2 separate regions of the Mus musculus genome follow, and region 1 is linked to region 2. A link is a contact called in public promoter capture Hi-C data. All regions are on one chromosome and are shown on one strand. The core of a region is the stretch at or near the end of the contact, and the rest is flanking DNA. Distances in the headings are between cores, read along the strand shown. Region 1 holds the start of Angptl7 (angiopoietin-like 7). Region 2 holds the start of Fv1 (Friend virus susceptibility 1).

The links. Promoter capture Hi-C pulls out the DNA fragments that hold promoters and counts their contacts.
Region 1: a promoter capture Hi-C map of hematopoietic stem and progenitor cells shows a contact between it and region 2. The contact joins the promoter of Angptl7 here to the promoter of Fv1 in region 2. A contact is called at or near these places in 2 of 39 promoter capture datasets (hematopoietic stem and progenitor cells and pre-B cells) and 1 of 9 other capture datasets (liver).

The regions. Positions count from the first base shown.
Region 1 is chr4:148,499,105-148,501,939 of GRCm38.p6, reverse strand. Angptl7 (angiopoietin-like 7) reads left to right here and starts at 1,478. Exons shown (of 5, transcript NM_001039554.3): 1 at 1,478-1,999. The coding sequence starts at 1,651. The region is part of intron 28 of Mtor (mechanistic target of rapamycin kinase); the gene reads right to left.
Region 2 is chr4:147,867,471-147,870,423 of GRCm38.p6, reverse strand. Fv1 (Friend virus susceptibility 1) reads right to left here and starts at 1,445. Exons shown (of 1, transcript NM_010244.3): 1 at 66-1,445. The coding sequence starts at 1,445. The coding sequence ends at 66. It overlaps Miip (migration and invasion inhibitory protein), which reads left to right and starts at 1,705. Exons shown (of 10, transcript NM_001025365.2): 1 at 1,705-2,055.

The DNA.
Region 1 (2,835 bases), core at 229-2,728, 630 kb before region 2:
CTCTGCACTAAGACACTGTAGTTCCAGGGCAGGAGGGTCAGCTAGGATGCTACTTATATGATCATTTGGGACATGACTTAAATACAGCCTCACTGGATAGATATGACATTACCTTAAAGAGCTCCACAGAGTTTAGCAGACTCTGATGCTGAACACTAATAAACTCCACAGAACCAACAAAGGCTCTACAGCCCTGCTAAACTAGCTATTCCCTGAGAAAACTAAGAAAGAGCAGGGACTAGCACAGTGCCATCACCCAGTCAGATACTCTGAGAAGGTAGCTAAGAAGATGTTAGTAACAACCTGGTGCCCAAGGAGGCAAAAAAGACAGGAGTGAGAGGAAACAGACAGTCGTCTGTCTGAGCACCCAATGCTTATATTCAGAAATGGGTCCCTGCTAAGTAACTCCAGCTGTCTGAGCAGAAATCACTTTCCGAGGAGCCAGAAACCCATCTGGGAAAGACTCTGAGGGATCAGGGTAGGCAAAGCTGTAGGACCCACACTATAAAGTCAGACAGAGCTCCTGCCATAAGGACAGAGGGACCTTTGTACAGTTATAGGGAAAGTTCCATCTTTTACATGATTTCAGAAGAGCAGTGCCCTTCAATTAAAGGTATGAAAGCTGCCATCACCCCGTTTTCTCAGACACTGTGTACGTAGGTATAGGGGCCAGCATCAAGCTGCAAACCACGCTGCAGGCACAGAGGGAATCGAGCCTTCTGATCTGCATGTACTAGGGAATCTTCTCTCTGAGTCTGAGCCTTGGGTAAAGGTCAGGCCCACTCACTGCTGCCCAGACAGAACCTGACAGAAGTGTGGATGACCAACCCCAGACCACGCCTGGCATGGCTGAGACTTTCTCTCTGCCCCAAACTATGACAACTCCTTGTAAATGTTGAAAGATCGTTTTAGAAGGAGAATGTGTAAAGAGGAAGACAGCCCCACAGATGCAAACCACCTGACGCCCAAGGATCAGGTTCAACAGGATTTTGAAGAACACCGAATGATGGCCAGACAAAGCCCTGTTAAGACTCATCTCAGCCCAGATAAACCAGGACCTGGAGTAAACAGCATGCATTACCTTAGCCAGCCTCCCTGGCTCAGCAGTCTCCAGTCCAACTCTTTCTTGCTACCTCACCCTCAATCTGTGTTATATAACCTTCAGACAGGAGTTGGGAAAGTCTTCCACTCTGCCTGTCTGCTGATAGAGCTGAGCCAGTGGCTGGCAGGCCATAATCTAATAGGCGCAACTGGAAACAAGTTCACAGCTCCTGTCTGAGCCCAGAGACTGTACAGACGAGGAAACAAACACTGCCCTGTCCCCCTCCTCCTCTCCTCTGGCCTAGGTTTACGCTGACTTCACTCAACAGGCACCTGACCCTCCCAGATGAGGTGGGAGGGGCTTTAGCACACAGGGCCCTCGTAGGGGTGGAGGTACAGCAGCAACAATATTTAAGATGCTGCCTTGGTGGGGTATTCAGACTAAGGAAGGAAAGAGTTCCATTTCAGAATCTCTAGCTTTAAGAAAGGCTAAGCAAGCACACAGAGGAAGGAGATCACGGGGAAGGAAGAAAACTGCCAGTGTGGGTCAGAGAAAGAAGCTTCCTACTTCTCCAGGGACAGACTCTAAGGGGAACAGGCCTGCACACCATGCTGAGGGAGACCTGGCTATGTGTTATCCTTGTAGCCTTTGTCAGCCACCCAGTGTGGCTGCAGAAGCCTCATAAACGCAAGACACAGCTCAAAGCAGCGGGCTGCTGTGAGGAGATGAGGGAGCTCAAAGCCCAGGTGGCCAACCTCAGCAGTCTGCTGGGAGAGCTGAGCAGGAAGCAGGAGAGCGACTGGGTCAGTGTGGTCATGCAGGTGATGGAGCTGGAGAGCAGCAGCAAGCACATGGAGTCTCGGCTCAGCACTGCCGAGAGCAAGTACTCTGAGATGAACAACCAGATTGACATCATGCAGCTGCAGGCTGCGCAGACCGTCACGCAGACCTCGGCAGGTAAGTGCTGCCTCCACACTCCTCACCGTGCGCCTGCTCAAGGTCTCCTGGCCCCAGCTCTGCTTCTGGATAGCCTGCTCAACAACTTCGGGGGCTTTTGGGAATGTACGATCTATGATTGCACAAGCTTTGGGCTAGTGATATCCTGCGAGTTTAGCCAGGACATTTGAAGAAAACCTTTGTATTCAACAAAGGACAGACTCCTCGTGTTCTTCAATTCTGATCTTCTTTCTCCCATGGTGGCTAATAAAATTCTTCCAAATAATAGAGAGAACAAGTAAATGTAATGCTGAAGTGCTGACCTTTTAGTGGCTGAAAATAAGGAAGGCACACGCAGTGAGTTATTTGAGAAAAAAACATTCAGTTGTTGGTTAACTTGGCACAGATGAGCTAATAAATGAATCGCTGCTCAGATGAAGATCTAATTTTCTGAGGTTACTGGAAAACATTTGGAGTAAGTATATTTTATAGATGAAGCATTTCTTACTAATGCTTACTGCACAATAAACCAAGTCAAGAAGACATGATTAGCTTCTTGTGAGTAAGACCTTGGCTATCATTGGTTCAGACAAAGAAAAAGTTTTGCTGAAAGTTAAGCCTGAAAAGTCTGTTAGCTAATTAAACAAAAACAAATGATTTCAGAGCTTGGGCCTCCTGACCCTCAGTTTGAAAACAGAAAGTTAGGGGTTCTCATTTACCAAAAGGAGGGAGAGAGAGAGAGTGTGTGTGTTCATTTGTTCTGTGAGATGGAACTGGTCATGTTGGCCAGGCCAGATGCACGCAGGGCTGACTGTACCACTTCTTGCTCCTAGAAGTCGGCTGGGAGGAAGGGCAGG
Region 2 (2,953 bases), core at 196-2,695:
AAATCATCTCTGTCCTCTGTCTCCACTGCGGGGGGGGGGGGGGGCTCCTCCTGATTTTAAGCTCTTTAACTGTTGCTTTGATGTTTCCAGGGAGAGAGAGAGAGAACCCCCACAGAGCCTACAGAAGTCAAGCCAGCTGCTGTTGGCTTTAAACTTAATTCTATTAGATCATGCAACTGAGCAGCCACGCTCCCCACTGTTATGTCCTTTATACAGAGGAGGCTAAATACAAAGCTCTTCCAAGTCTCTCTAGTTTCCCGGACAAAAGTTATCCTCATAGCTCTCGTGATGGGTACATCTTCCGGGCCCCTCCACTGTGGACAAGTAGCTTTTACACAAAGCCACTCTATCATTCCAAGTTCCCTAAGCCTTTCAATCCCATCCTCAATAGAATACCACTCCAGGGTGTCAGGCGACTGCAGCTCTCTTGTAGTAGGCCATCTCTGGACCCATGCTTCAGCCAACCAATCAAACAAACTCTTCACACCATTATCTTCAACAGTGCGGGCTATGACATTAAACTCACTATCAAGGCTCAAAGGACCTAAACTGAGAAATTCAATCTGATCCAGTATTGTGAGCCTCCCACCATTATCCCACACCCTTAAAATCCATTTCCTAGCATGTTCCTTTGCCTTTTGGCGATTTGAGTGAGCAAGTGAATTGAGTTCATGATTAGTATGGCGGTGTTTCTGACTTGTAAGGTCAGACAGAGACTTGGGTCTGGTGACAGGTTCAGAAGTAACTAAGGATGTTGAAGACTGGATCTGAGGGGCATCTGCTTTGTCCTGCTGGGTGCGTTCTTTAGACAAGGCATAACCACTTTCCTCAGACAAGGATGGAGAGGCCAAGACAGTGGGCAACTCAGCTTCCTCAGACCCTTCAGAATCTATGTCCTCCCACACATCTCCATCCCAGGTTACCGGATCCCATTCTTTACCAATCAGTGCCCTCACCTTATCTGCAGACACTTTCCGGGCAGGCTGACACATGACCTGGGATTGCACATCAGCTAACCTCACAATGAGGGCTTCAGTCTGTTTTTCCCCAACTTCAATCCTGTGGCGGTAGGAAAGAAGAGTCTCCCCCAGGACACACTTAGAAGCCTTTAGATCATTTATGTGCATTCGGAGCTGGGAAATTTCATCTCTGAATTGGTCCCTTTCCTTTGTTACTTTATCCAGAAATGCCAGAAGCAGCTCGCCAACTGCGTCATAGTCCCTAATCTTGCAGAAATGTTCAAAAGTATGGTACACAGAGTCATTAAGTTCCTTACCGCTCGAAAAGGATGAATCGGGGAGATCGGCCACATTTATCTTCTGCAGCAGCTCACGCCATGGGTTAACAGTGTCATTATCCGGAGAGTCATTATCCGGAGAGTCCTCGGCAAGTTCAGGTTTGAAGAGCCAGCTCGAGAAACCAGCAAGCGCACGTGGGAAATTCATCTTCAGACTTTTGTTTCCCTAGAACTCGGCTACTGCGTCCTACAAGCCTCGGATCCAAATTCCAGTTCGTCCCTGGCAAAAGCACTCTGGGGAGTTGCTAGTGTGGGGTCCGCGTGAAAAGGTCAAAGTTGCCGGAGTCTCTAGCCCCACCTATCCACTGCCATTAGAGACTTTACATCCGGAAATTGCGTAACCGAGTACTACTGACCAACCAGAGCCTGTCCTCAATTTGAATTGGTAGAATTAGCATTAACAGTTAACCAATCAGCAATGAGGTCCCATTAGCCCCTCCTTTCCATATTGAAACTGCCGCTTCCGGATGCGAAGAAACAAATATAAGGCGTCCTGGCACTGTCAATTGGCCGAGCAGGACAGCGGCGGAGGCCCCGCCCCAGCCTTAGCCAATTAGGACAACCACTGGAGGTTCCGCCCCTGCTGGAGGCGGATTCCCCGGCTGCTGGGAATCTGGGCTTTCGGGCGGAGAGCGTTGGCGTCCTTTTATCCATGGCAGCCGCTGATCTCGGGACCACAGAGGCGTGCCTTCGTCCCGCTAGACCGGTAGAGAAGGGGCAAGCGCCTAGGCCCCGGTGTGCACCCTGCCTGAGTGCGCGTGAGTGAGATGCTGGGGTCTTCTCTGCTCGCCCCCTGCAGCCTGCTCCGAAACCCAAGTCTCCAGGGGCCTGTAGGGTGGCAGGGCTGGGAAGGATAGGGGGGTCTGATTCGGCTGGAGGAGTCTGGGCTGGGGTTGTAAGAGAAGTGGGAAGTGCTTCTTTATATTGCAGACATCTCTTCCAGAAGCAAAAGAAAGTGTCTGGAGAGACGGCTCAGTGCTCTTAACCACTGAGTTCAATTCCCAGCAACCACATGGTGGCTCACAACCATCAGTAATGGAATCCTACGCCTTCTTCTGGTGTGTCCGAACAAATAAATAAATCTTTGAGAAAGAGAGAGAGAGAGAGAGAGAGAGAGAGAGAGAGCCCCTGAGTATAATTTTTGAGGACCAAAGCTGGCCGGAGAAGGGGTGGGGGTGGGGTTTGTGTCCCAGTCAGGGCCATGCTTTCCTCCGTGCAGACCCTTCATAGGGAGTCATGTGTCAACAAAGGTTTATTTGCCCCAGAGCACAGCCAACAGAACAGAGAAACGATTCCACCCAAGTGTGGCTGGGTGAACCAAGGAGTGTACGTATTGGGGTCATGACCCAAAGGCAGCTACATCACTGACAGTCCCACCGAGCACGGGTTCTGATCCACCCCCGCGCAGCTTTCAGGCAGCTCCATCTGAGAATGCTCTCCCCTGGACATAGTTTAAATCAACCTTGTGGAGGGAGCTCTAGGAATTTGCAGCCTTCTGAAGAGATTCTCTCCTCCCACCATCAGGGAGAAGTTTGAAAGTCAGGGGAAGTAGCCACTGCACAACAAGCAGGAACCTACATTTTGGTTCAAACCCTGCTTTTGACATTTAGTAGCTGTGTGACCTTGGGATATACATGCAAATTAAAGAAAGGAAGA